Regions from separate parts of the Sus scrofa genome. Here all the other regions are linked to region 1. The links are chromatin contacts, called in public Hi-C and HiChIP or PLAC-seq maps. All regions are on one chromosome and are shown on one strand. Each heading gives the region's core, a stretch centred on a gene start, on an enhancer-like site or on the middle of the called end of the contact. The rest is flanking DNA. Distances are from core to core; before and after follow the strand shown. Region 1 holds the start of GTF2A1 (transcription initiation factor IIA subunit 1). Region 2 has its middle 15 kb from the start of STON2. Region 3 holds the start of CEP128 (centrosomal protein of 128 kDa).

Evidence for each region. A called contact is a pair of places that touch in the nucleus more often than the background predicts. HiChIP or PLAC-seq counts read pairs in DNA pulled down with a chosen protein or histone mark.
Region 2: an H3K27ac HiChIP or PLAC-seq map of alveolar macrophages shows a contact between it and region 1, with 13 times the contacts expected there. The contact joins the enhancer-like site here to the promoter of GTF2A1 in region 1. A contact is called at or near these places in 2 of 5 promoter capture datasets (both in liver), 5 of 47 Hi-C or Micro-C datasets (adipocytes, embryonic fibroblasts, fibroblasts and 2 more) and 2 of 2 datasets of contacts at active chromatin or transcription factors (alveolar macrophages and skeletal muscle).
Region 3: a contact with region 1 is called in a Hi-C map of liver, with 6 times the contacts expected there. The contact joins the promoter of CEP128 here to the promoter of GTF2A1 in region 1. A contact is called at or near these places in 3 of 5 promoter capture datasets (fetal liver, fetal skeletal muscle and liver), 15 of 47 Hi-C or Micro-C datasets (adipose tissue, alveolar macrophages, embryonic fibroblasts and 8 more) and 2 of 2 datasets of contacts at active chromatin or transcription factors (alveolar macrophages and skeletal muscle).

Annotation. Positions count from the first base shown.
Region 1 is chr7:104,007,439-104,010,797 of Sscrofa11.1, forward strand. GTF2A1 (transcription initiation factor IIA subunit 1) reads right to left here and starts at 1,880. Exons shown (of 9, transcript XM_021099583.1): 1 at 1,404-1,880. The coding sequence starts at 1,433. It overlaps LOC110261640 (a long non-coding RNA gene), which reads left to right and starts at 375. Exons shown (of 4, transcript XR_002346024.1): 1 at 375-461.
Region 2 is chr7:104,202,706-104,206,054 of Sscrofa11.1, forward strand. No RefSeq gene overlaps it. Among named protein-coding and RNA genes, the nearest start is that of STON2, 15 kb to the left of the region's middle. Within about 2 kb of position 1,931, at least 2 of the 83 cell types and tissues checked have an H3K27ac peak or open chromatin away from gene starts, as enhancers often do. A contact at or near this core is called in alveolar macrophages, where this site is marked.
Region 3 is chr7:103,758,607-103,761,951 of Sscrofa11.1, forward strand. CEP128 (centrosomal protein of 128 kDa) reads right to left here and starts at 1,717. Exons shown (of 27, transcript XM_021099567.1): 1 at 1,506-1,717.

The DNA.
Region 1 (3,359 bases), core at 630-3,129:
AACAATTAAGACATCTAAGCTAAAATTCTCTTTAAAAACAAAACACAAAATAAAAAGGGACAGCAATTCTATTTTCCCCTAACAAAGGTTAAGTCCCAGCTGCTGCATCAAAACAAAAACTTAGGGCTCCTAAAGCAGCCCCGATTGGGTATGAAATTAGAGTACGAAAGGACTTGGAAATAAATTGAGCTCTACACACGCCTGCCTCTCGCCTCGAGAGCACGCACCTCCCAGCCCCGCTCTCAGCAGCTCTCACTATTTAAAGCCGGATCTGGTGTTTAAATGGAGAGGCGGTGACGTAGGCCTGAAAAGCACCTTCCCATCCTGGCAGAGTCTATATTAGAGAGCGGCAATGGCTCTATATAAACAGGGCAGCCAAAGGGAGGAGGACCACAAGGCTCAGGGACTGAAAGGCAGGGTAAGCGGCCGCAGCCATGATGGATCGACCCGAGTCGTCAACGGTACGGAGTCGGGCGGCCGCGGGCTTGTCTGCATTTGGGACCGGGCAAAAACGTGTTTTATTGTCACAATAAAAATAAGAGAGTGGGGTGGACTAGTGATCACATTGCGTTGGTGACTGAAAAGGTTATTTATGTGACTGCTTTTTGCAAACCTACGTGATCGCAAGTAAGAAAAAAGGGACAAACGGTGAGAAGTAGGCAAATTTCGAGGCGAAAGTGGGGGCACTTTGACCACTGTAAGCTTTGTTTGTTTTGGTGTTTTTGCTAGTCGAAGATACGATGGGGGGGGTTGCTTCCCCTTCGCCATTTTACCGATTCGGAAGGAACCGAGATAAGTGCTTTTCAACCTTCGTCCTTTTTTTTTTTTTTTTTTCTTAAACGTAAAATGGCCCCAGTGAAGCCTCCTAAGCACAACCCGCCACAACACCCAAAGTAACCCCCAAGTAGCCATTAGCCTTCCACTGCGTTAAAGTGGATCGCGGTGGGTCTTGGGGATTCGCCCAGTTCCCAAGACACGGTTTTTGTTTTGAGGCTGCTCGGAGAGCCCTTCTCCAGCCAGCGCGGCAGGACCCGCTTCGGGGAGGAAGCGGAGGCTCCCCTCCCGCCCTCCCTCCTGGCGGATGGGGTCTGGGGCCAGGGCCGCGCGCTCATCCCGGCCTCAACCGCCTCAGCGGCCCGGACCGCCCCGCGGCAGTTCCAGGCCCCGCCGGCACCCCCGCCCTCCCTGCCGCCGCGGCCCCGAGCCCTCGGCACCCCCCCGCGCCCGCCGCCCCGCGCCCCGGCCCGCTCCGCCCGAGGCGGGAAGCGGCGGCGGCAGCGGCGGCAGCCGCGCGGGCAGCTGAGAGTTGAGGCCGGGAGTCGCCGCCGTCCCCGCCCCCGCCCGGTCCGGCCGTTGCTGCCGCCTGAACGAAGCCCCCGCCGGCCACCGAACCACGTCCTTACCACGGTGTTTGTATTTGCCGAGTTCGCCATTTCCACACACAACACAAACAAGAGGGGGGCAAGCCCCGAGAAAACAAGATAAAAACAAAACGAAAAAAAAAAAAAAAAACACCCAGAGGGTGACCCAAGCCACCGCAAAATTGGGGGGGGAATTTTAAACAAAATCGGATCCTGCTGGATTAGAGGGGATCGGCGAGGGGAGGAAGAGGAGGGGGCAGTCCTCCCGGAGCTAAAAACTCGAGGATCGCCCTTAAAAAAAAAAAGGGCACGACCCTTCTGGGGTTTGGGGGGCGTTGCCCGCTCCCCACCCCGCGCCAAGGAGGGAAACCACCACTGGTCGCCGCTCCCCGCGCCGCCGCTGCCGCCACCGGCTGCAGCTCCAGCCGTCCGGTCCGCCCGCTTCTCCCTTTATATAGTGAGCCAACGAGCTGCGCGAGCCGCCGCTGCCGCCGCTGCCGCCGAGAGACAGGGCGGAGGGGGAGGGAGGGGCGGAAAGGGCGGGGGCAGAGGTGGGCGGGGCTGAGCGCAAGACACCGCGAGAGCCGCGTGCGCAGGCGCGCCGGGGCGGAGGCCGCCGCGAGCCGCGTCGTCACGCTCAGGGGAGGGTGTTGTGTGGGCGGGACCCGGGGACTTAAGTAGGGAAGTCCGACCGCGGTCTCCCCAAATGTCGCGTGATCACGTGGTCGGCAACCAGGCGGAAGTCTCCGGCTGCTGTTTTGGGATGAAGAACTTGCAAAGCTCTGTTGGAGAAAAGCGTGAGTTGTGGCGACGCTCGAGTCGAAACCTAGCTGATTCCGCCTCCTGTCGGGAGATTCTGAGCTGTCCCACGCTGGAGGGGCTAGGAAATGTAGGAGCTCTGGCGGCTGCCCCGCTAGGCATGGCTGTGGAAAAGGGCGGGTCACGTGGCCCGGCTTCCGGCAAAAGTTTTAAGTGCGGAGTCATCTCCGAGCGTGAGCTAAGGTCAGACTCCTAGTTGCTGAAGCGTTAGCACGCCTTGCTGAGGGTGGGCCTTTCGCTTGCAAAATTGTGTATGAGTTCCTGAAAGGGAACTGATTTGGTTCCCCTCTTACTACATTCAACAATTATTACATATTATTACATTCCACAATTAATAATCCCTGAAGCCAGCAGAGTTGTCTGTCTCCATCAGTACAACTACAAAGTCTCTTTAAATTTCCGTTCCCCAGAGTCCCGGCCTCTCCAAGCCCACTTACTTCAAATAACTTCTCAAGGTGGTAGAAATGTTAAAACTAACCCCCCAAAAAAGGTCACCACCTGGATTATGACCGCACAACTTTTCCTGGTTTTTTTTTTTTTTAAATGTTGCAAAAATTCAGTGATTCCATATGTTCAGCACGTGCTAACATCTTGAATACTTGCCCTTGACCCATCAACTCTCATGGCTGCAAGAGAGCAGGTAGAAAATGGCCATGTATTCAAGGGCAACTCAGTAGGCGTTTGACCTGCTCTGCCCAAGCTAATCCCGCCTTTATATCAGCATTTCACGCAAAACGGAATACTCTGTTTAGAAGACAGAACTCAACAGTTCCTAATTTTCTTGTCCCTAGGAATTGCGAGTGACATGGAATGCAGTCTGGACAAGTGAGGGAGTTGATCCTCAAAAAGCAAAGCAAAACAAAATGTCAAACTTATGCTCCTGAAAGAAGATTTGAGAAAGATCAGTTGCTTTTCAGTTCCCTGCACAGTGGCCTCTTTGGGAACACTGAAAGAGATAAGACCATAGGAAATCATATTGTCCTATACTATTATATAAAATTATGATTCCATCACCATTTGTAATTCATGTAATATTCAAGTGACCATTGGCCCGAAAAGTTAAATTAACCCATGTCTTTAATTTCTTACCATTTTAAGAGGACTTTTTACCTCCTTATTTAAGTAGTACTGTTTGTACATGGAATCCCTCACCTTTCACCTCTTTTTCTTCCCTATCAC
Region 2 (3,349 bases), core at 681-3,180, 200 kb after region 1:
GCTTCCACATCTTGGCTATTGTAAGTAGTGCTGCAAAAATTGGGGGGGGGTGGAGATAGATACATAGGTTTTTGAAGCATACATATTTGCAATTGTTTATCTCTCAGTTTCTAAGTTTGCCAGTGGGTATTAGTTTTTTTGTTCTCCAGCTATGTCATCAGCTCCTCAAGAGAAAAACTTGAATCCCTAATTTAAGGCTGTGGGCATTCTGGCCACTTAAATGAATATTATTGATTGCCTAAAAAAAAAGTTTAAGAGCACAAAATCAAATACGGTGTTTAATGGAATCTATTGATTTGCCCTGCTCAGAACCCTTTTCTTTTTTCTCCCCCAACCCATCCAGCCTTAATGAAGCTGTCAATCAAGTGCCTTCCCCCACCCCGGCTAAGGGGTCAGCCCAGAGATTTGAATCACCTCCAAAAGTTGGACTAACAGTTTCAATCAGTTAGAACAGTAGTGCTTTAGCTTTTGTGTGATTCTGAGACCTATCCCAGACCCTAAAGATAAATTCTTTTTTTACTATTTCCAGAATAAATCTAAAAGATAATACATACATTTTAATTTAATTTTGCTTCAGTTTGGAAATCTGAACAAGTTCTCATAAGCATCCAAGGAATGGAAGACTTTCACTTGCTTTTCCCTGGAAGGGCAAAATGACAACGACAACTAATGTGGTCAAAATTGTCTTTGGAAAAAGTTTTGCTACAATTTGGTTATCTCGAAGTGTTTGGACCACCAACGATTAGGTGAGGATGTAGAGAGGCCCTTCATGAAGAAAATGAAATGGCTTCAAGCGTCGGAGCCCCACATGGAATGCCCTTCAGTCATTATCCAGGATTGCAGCAGGCTGGCTTGGGCGACTGGGTCCTCCATCACCCCTGAAGACACCCTAGAGGTCAGCTACCCTCTAACTCTGTGGCCCCTCCAGAACCCCTATGATCCCACCCTTCCTTTCGGCCCTGTGCTCCTGAACCACCACAACACCCACTCACCACATCATCTCAACAGGAAGGGTCACATCCCTCCATTCACACATGGATCTTCAGATTTCATCCCCGTTCTTGGTCAGGCTACATTGACCAAACTTAAGGTGGCAGCAGTGGGTTATCTTTGAAGATATTTGCAAGCATTAAAAAAAAATTGAATTTTGGAGTTCCTCCCATCGCACAGTAGGATAAGAGTCCAACGGCAGGAGTTTCCGTCATGGCTCAGTGGAAGTGAATCTGACTAGTATCCATGAGGACATAGGTTCAATTCCTGTCCTTGCTCAGTGGGTTAAGGATCTAGCATTGCCATGAGCTGTGGTGTAGGTTGAAGACGCGGCTCAGATCTGGTGTTGCTATGGCTGTGGCGTAGGCCAGCAGCTACAGCTCTGATTTAACCCCTAGCCTGGGAACCTCCATATGCTGCAGGTGCAGCCCTAAAAAGACAAAAAAAGAATCCAACTGCAGTGGTTCAGGTCATGGCAGAGGCATGGGTTTGATACCTGGCTGGAATGGTGGGTTAAAAGATCTGGCAAAAATTGCCTTAGCTGCAGCATGAATTCAGTCCCTGGCCTGGAAGCTTCTATATACTGTGGGTTTGCCCATTTTAAAAAATTGAATATTATGAACAAATGGTGAAAATACTATACCAGAACCACGACAGCACCACCGTTGACTGCTAACCACTGTGGACATGATACCATTGTCACAGTGCTTCCACATCCTATGAAAAGAGTGTCAGTGACCCTCTGTGGTTTTTTGATTTATCTCCATGATTCTGTTAATCACCACCTGAATGCCCTGGCAGTGGCTTTTGGTCTAAAGCCCTGGGTTCTATCAGGAGTGACAAACCAGGGCTGAATCCATGAGTCCATAGTCAGCACTCACTCAGTACTTGTTGGTGGCAATCTGATGACTGAATTTAGACCAGAGCTTAATGAAGCTTCCTCTCACTGGGTGACAGCTTTCATGACAAAAAGGAGAAGGGACCAGAAAACTGAACATGTTAAGGGCTCCTTGCTGGTTCATATTTCTCCACAGCTAGAAAATGAGTCATTGAAGGCAGGAACGTTAGGGGGAAATTTTGGCCACAGAATATTCACCAAATTGGGCAAGAACACTTTGCCTCAGGACCAAAGTCACTGTGGCGGGTGTGAAAAGTTGTAGAAACCACTGTGGCGGGTGTGAAAAGTTGTAGAAACCACTGTGGCGGGTGTGAAAAGTTGTAGAAACCACAGCAGGGAGAATTGGCGCAGGGCTCTGAGGGAGTTACCCATGCACTCAAGAGGAGAGAGGAAATGTGGAGCCTGGGAAGTTCCATCTTCAAGCTCCACACATAATTTTTTCTTCCCGTTGAGCAGGTGTTATGGAAAACCCCATGGTGGCAAGACCTGAGTCCAATGTTGTAGAAACAGAACATGGAGGCCAGAGGCACTTGCTCTTCTCTCAGGTCCTTAAATTCTGCTAATGAGAGGATCCTTCTGTTGGTGGCATGAAAATAAAACAACTAATTTTGCTAGTACCTATATTTTAAGAAGATACACCGAAAAGCATAAATGTTAACCTTAGCTTCAAAATTTTTAATTTTTTTTTTTGGCCATGCCTGAGGCATGCAGATGTTCTTAGGTCAGGGAACGAACTCAAACTGCAGCAGTGACAATGCTAGATCCTTAACTCCTAGGCCACCAGGGAACTCCCAGATTTTTTTTTTTTTTTTACTTTTAATTTAATGGTTTTTGTTTTTTTGTTTTTTTTTTTTTAAGGGCCACACCCTCGGCACATGGAGGTTCCCAGGCTAGGGGTCCAATCGGACTTGTAGCCACTGGCCTACAACACAGCCACAGCAACGCAAGATCTGAGCCATGTCTGCAACCTACACCACAGCTCACAGCAACACCAGATCCTTAACCTACTGAGCTAGACCTGGGATTGAACTCAGGTCCTCACGGATGCTACTTGGGTTCATTAACAGCTGAGCCATGATGGGAACTTCTTAATTTAATGTTTGAACAAGCAACACAATGCCATGGTTCAGGATACACAGTCAAAAGTTTATCCCCCTCTCCGTCACTCAGTTTTCTTCCCTTTAAGCACCCCAGTGTCACTACTGCAACATGTGTCTTTTCTGGTTCAGGGCTGGTTAACACAGCAGTGTTTTATCCCTGAGGACACATGAGGCTTTCATAGCTCCCGTCCCTCTGCAACTCCTTTTTGCAGCTCACCTGGGGACAAGAAGGCCAGTTCCCTCGCCACATCCAGCTGCTTCCTTTCATGTTGCCCATCAGACTTGATTTCCTCCCCCAAAGCATTGCCACCTCTGCACAGCCCTCGCAGGGCTAAGCTGGCTTCCTGTGTCTGTCTGTCTT
Region 3 (3,345 bases), core at 467-2,966, 250 kb before region 1:
CGGATTCGTTTCTGCTGTGCCATGATGGGAACTCCCTCAATTGTATTTCTAAGGCAGTAAATGAACTATGTGCTAGTACACCCAAAGGAAATATTTTATAACTGCCCAGATCTTCTTACGTTAGTATTGCAATTAAATAAGTAAAAATAAAATGCCTTTGGTTGTCAGAGCTATGGACAGAAATATTTTCCATTTTTTGTGACTACTTTCAAAGCAGTTTGTAAGAATCCACAGAAAGTTATCCAGTAAACTGGTAGTTGTCCACATAAAAAGTGGATCTGGAAAACATCCATAAACCACTCCAACAAAAAAAGGTATTCTGTTAATCAACAAGTCAAGACAGAATTCAAAGTGACCCAAGTCATGCAATGGCAGAGAGGACACAGGTCTGATACAAATTTCACTCTTAACAAAGCAGCAAAGTTCACCGCATGAGTCATAGGCACACCCAAATTTATCTGTGCAAACATAAAACTACAAAAAATTTAATCTTCTATCTATGCTGTCCAATACAGTGGTCACTAGCCATATGTGGCTAATAAGCTTTTGAAATCTGGTCAGTTTGAAGTGATGTGTGCTATAAACTTAAACTACACACAACTGCTTAGTACCTTTTTTTTTTTCCTAAGTTTTTTAGTATGTAAAATGTCTCAAGTTTCTTATTGACAACATGTTGAAATGAAAACATTCTGGATACATTGTACCAAACTATTTACAAAGTAATTTCACCAGCTTCTTTTTACTTATTGAGTGTGGGTACTAGAAAATTTAAATTTGCCTGTGTGGCTCACACTACGTTTTTACAGCACAGGTCTGCATAATTAAAAATAAATAAATACTGAGCACTTCCAATGGGCCAGGCCCTGTATTAGAAATTTTACATAATACTTGGCACAAGGCTACAAAGCCTATGTGAAAGTGACAAAGCGCCATCAAACCAATAAAGGATGTCGCTGGAATTCAGTATCAGGTGTTCCTACAAAATAATTCAAGGAATTGTTAGCAGATGACGTTAGGGCAACAGCCATATAGTCAAAAGAAGGACAAGTCACCGATACAGCATTCCCAAGGGTAGCAAATTTTTGCGATTCTAAAACAGGTACAAAACGTCAAATTATATCGCAGGCCCGGCAAAAGTACACGTAAGGAGGGTGGCAAGAACGAGGCTAACTCCTTGACAGCTCAAGCTTTACTGCTACTAGCGGCAGTACAAGCTGCTCTCAAAAAAGGACAACCAAGTTGAAATTCCCTGTTTAACCTGCCCAGGACCTGACTGTGGACATCCACGCCAAGGGCGGGGTCACCGGGATGCCAGGCACGCCATCTCCCCCAACTTTTACACATACACCACCCACCCAGGGCCCTATCCCAAATCTCTGCGTAGATCTGACGTCCCCACCACGGGGAAGAGGGGAAGCGGGAACCTAACATCTACGATAAGACAGGGAAGTGGTTTAAAAAAAAAAAAAAAAAAAAAGGCGAGGGGACGGTTTGGGGGCAGGTACCTGCGATAGAAGAGGACCCCGGGCCCTTAATGCCGGATCATCGCCAAGGCCCCACAGGGCTCCCGCGTCCACCAGCGACCCAGAAGGTGTAACTGACCAGACGCCGCGGCACAACCGACTCAACTCTCCTCAGACTCGCAGCTATGGCAACTTGAACTAGCCGCCCAGCCGCAGCAAGTGTACCGAGCCCCGCTGCTACCGCTTGGCCCTCTGGGAGTTGTAGTCCCTCATGCTCAAAAGCAAGGAGTTACTAAGGAAGATCGGCACCAAGAGAAACTGCATTTCCCAGGATGCCATACGACTGGCCTTCTCTTAACTTAACCGGAAGAAGCCGGATTTGCAGGCACCTGAGTCCCTCGGCCGCACCCTCCTGCCCTGCTCTTTTTTTTTTAAAGGGCCAGTTGCTTCTAAAGAGGCAAACACCAGAGAGTGAATTAGAGAGCTGACGCTAACATAGTCATAAAAGCCTAAAATATTTACTTTGTGAACAATAACAATTCAAATTAGTTGCAATACTAACATAAATTATGTTTCTTTTACTCCTTGGGGAACAGGAAAAATTTCCAGCAGCGAAATGTAAAAATCCCCTAATACCAGGGCACAATGTCTTTTTCTGAAGGTTCATAAATTCTTAGAACTGGAAAGGAACAGAGAAGATTATCTAATCAAATCCTTTAGGCCCGGAAAGAGTAAGTGACTCGCCTAAAACCACATAGCTCATTCATGGCAAACACAAAGTACATGAAGCTGTCACTTCATGGCTGCTGCTACCTTCAGTGTAGGGTTGTCATCTCCTCGGTCCTTCTAGAGCGTGAGAGAGACACACTCCACTCAGAGAAGTGGTTTCAGTCCTGAAAAGGTAATAACAAAAACCTCAAATAAAACAAATAATTGAACTTTGCAAAAGCTAAGTGAAAATTAAATTAGGTGGAGCATTCTTTCTGCTCCCCCCAAAAGACCATCGATTCTTTCTTCCTCAAGGCTAAAATCAAATTTTACTTTATCTGTGAAAGCTTTACCTTAAGAAGAGCTAGCTCACATTTTTAAACTACACAGTTTCCCTATTCTAATAAGTTTGTACCGTAATCATCTGTTTCCCAGTTGGTCTCCTCTGCCACACTCTAAGTCTTTCAAACACAGAGACTAACCTTTTAAAACTGTTCTCTCCCTTCTCAGCTTTTCCCCACTTCACACTCTCCCTTTCTATTTCCCTCTTTCTCTCCTCCTCCCCCAGCCATACACACACACACACACACACAAAAATCATAAATAATGTATTAGAATCATTCAGATATTTGCTCTAGTCATCACTGAGCAGTAGTTTATTTTATATTCAGTTTGAACATAAAATAATTCTTCTTAAGATCTCCCTGTGTATCTGCATCTATCTTCATGCTGTTTGCTGAAAGACGTGATTCAAGAATACACTCCACTTAATACATAAATTAAGATAATTCAGAACAGCCTTAAATTTTCCAAATATGCATGTGGAAGTATAATAATAACTCTTTAACATTTTAATTTTTCCAAAAAATGTATTTATTTAAATCAGCAAATGTATACTGAATCTTTCTATAATCCATTGTATAAGACACCGAAGGTACAGTAAAAATGAGGAGATAAACAACATAATCTCTGCCCTCATGTTGCTCAGAGTCAAGTGAGAGAGAGAAATTATTAAAAAAAATATATATTTCAAATTCAGGTGAGAGTATCACATAGGCTCTGGGGATAGACATAAAAAAGAAACTTCAGAGGAAGTGATAGCTAACCAACTGCAGGAAAAATGGCTACCAGCATTCCTGTTGTGGCTCAGAGGTAACCAACCCAACTAGTATCC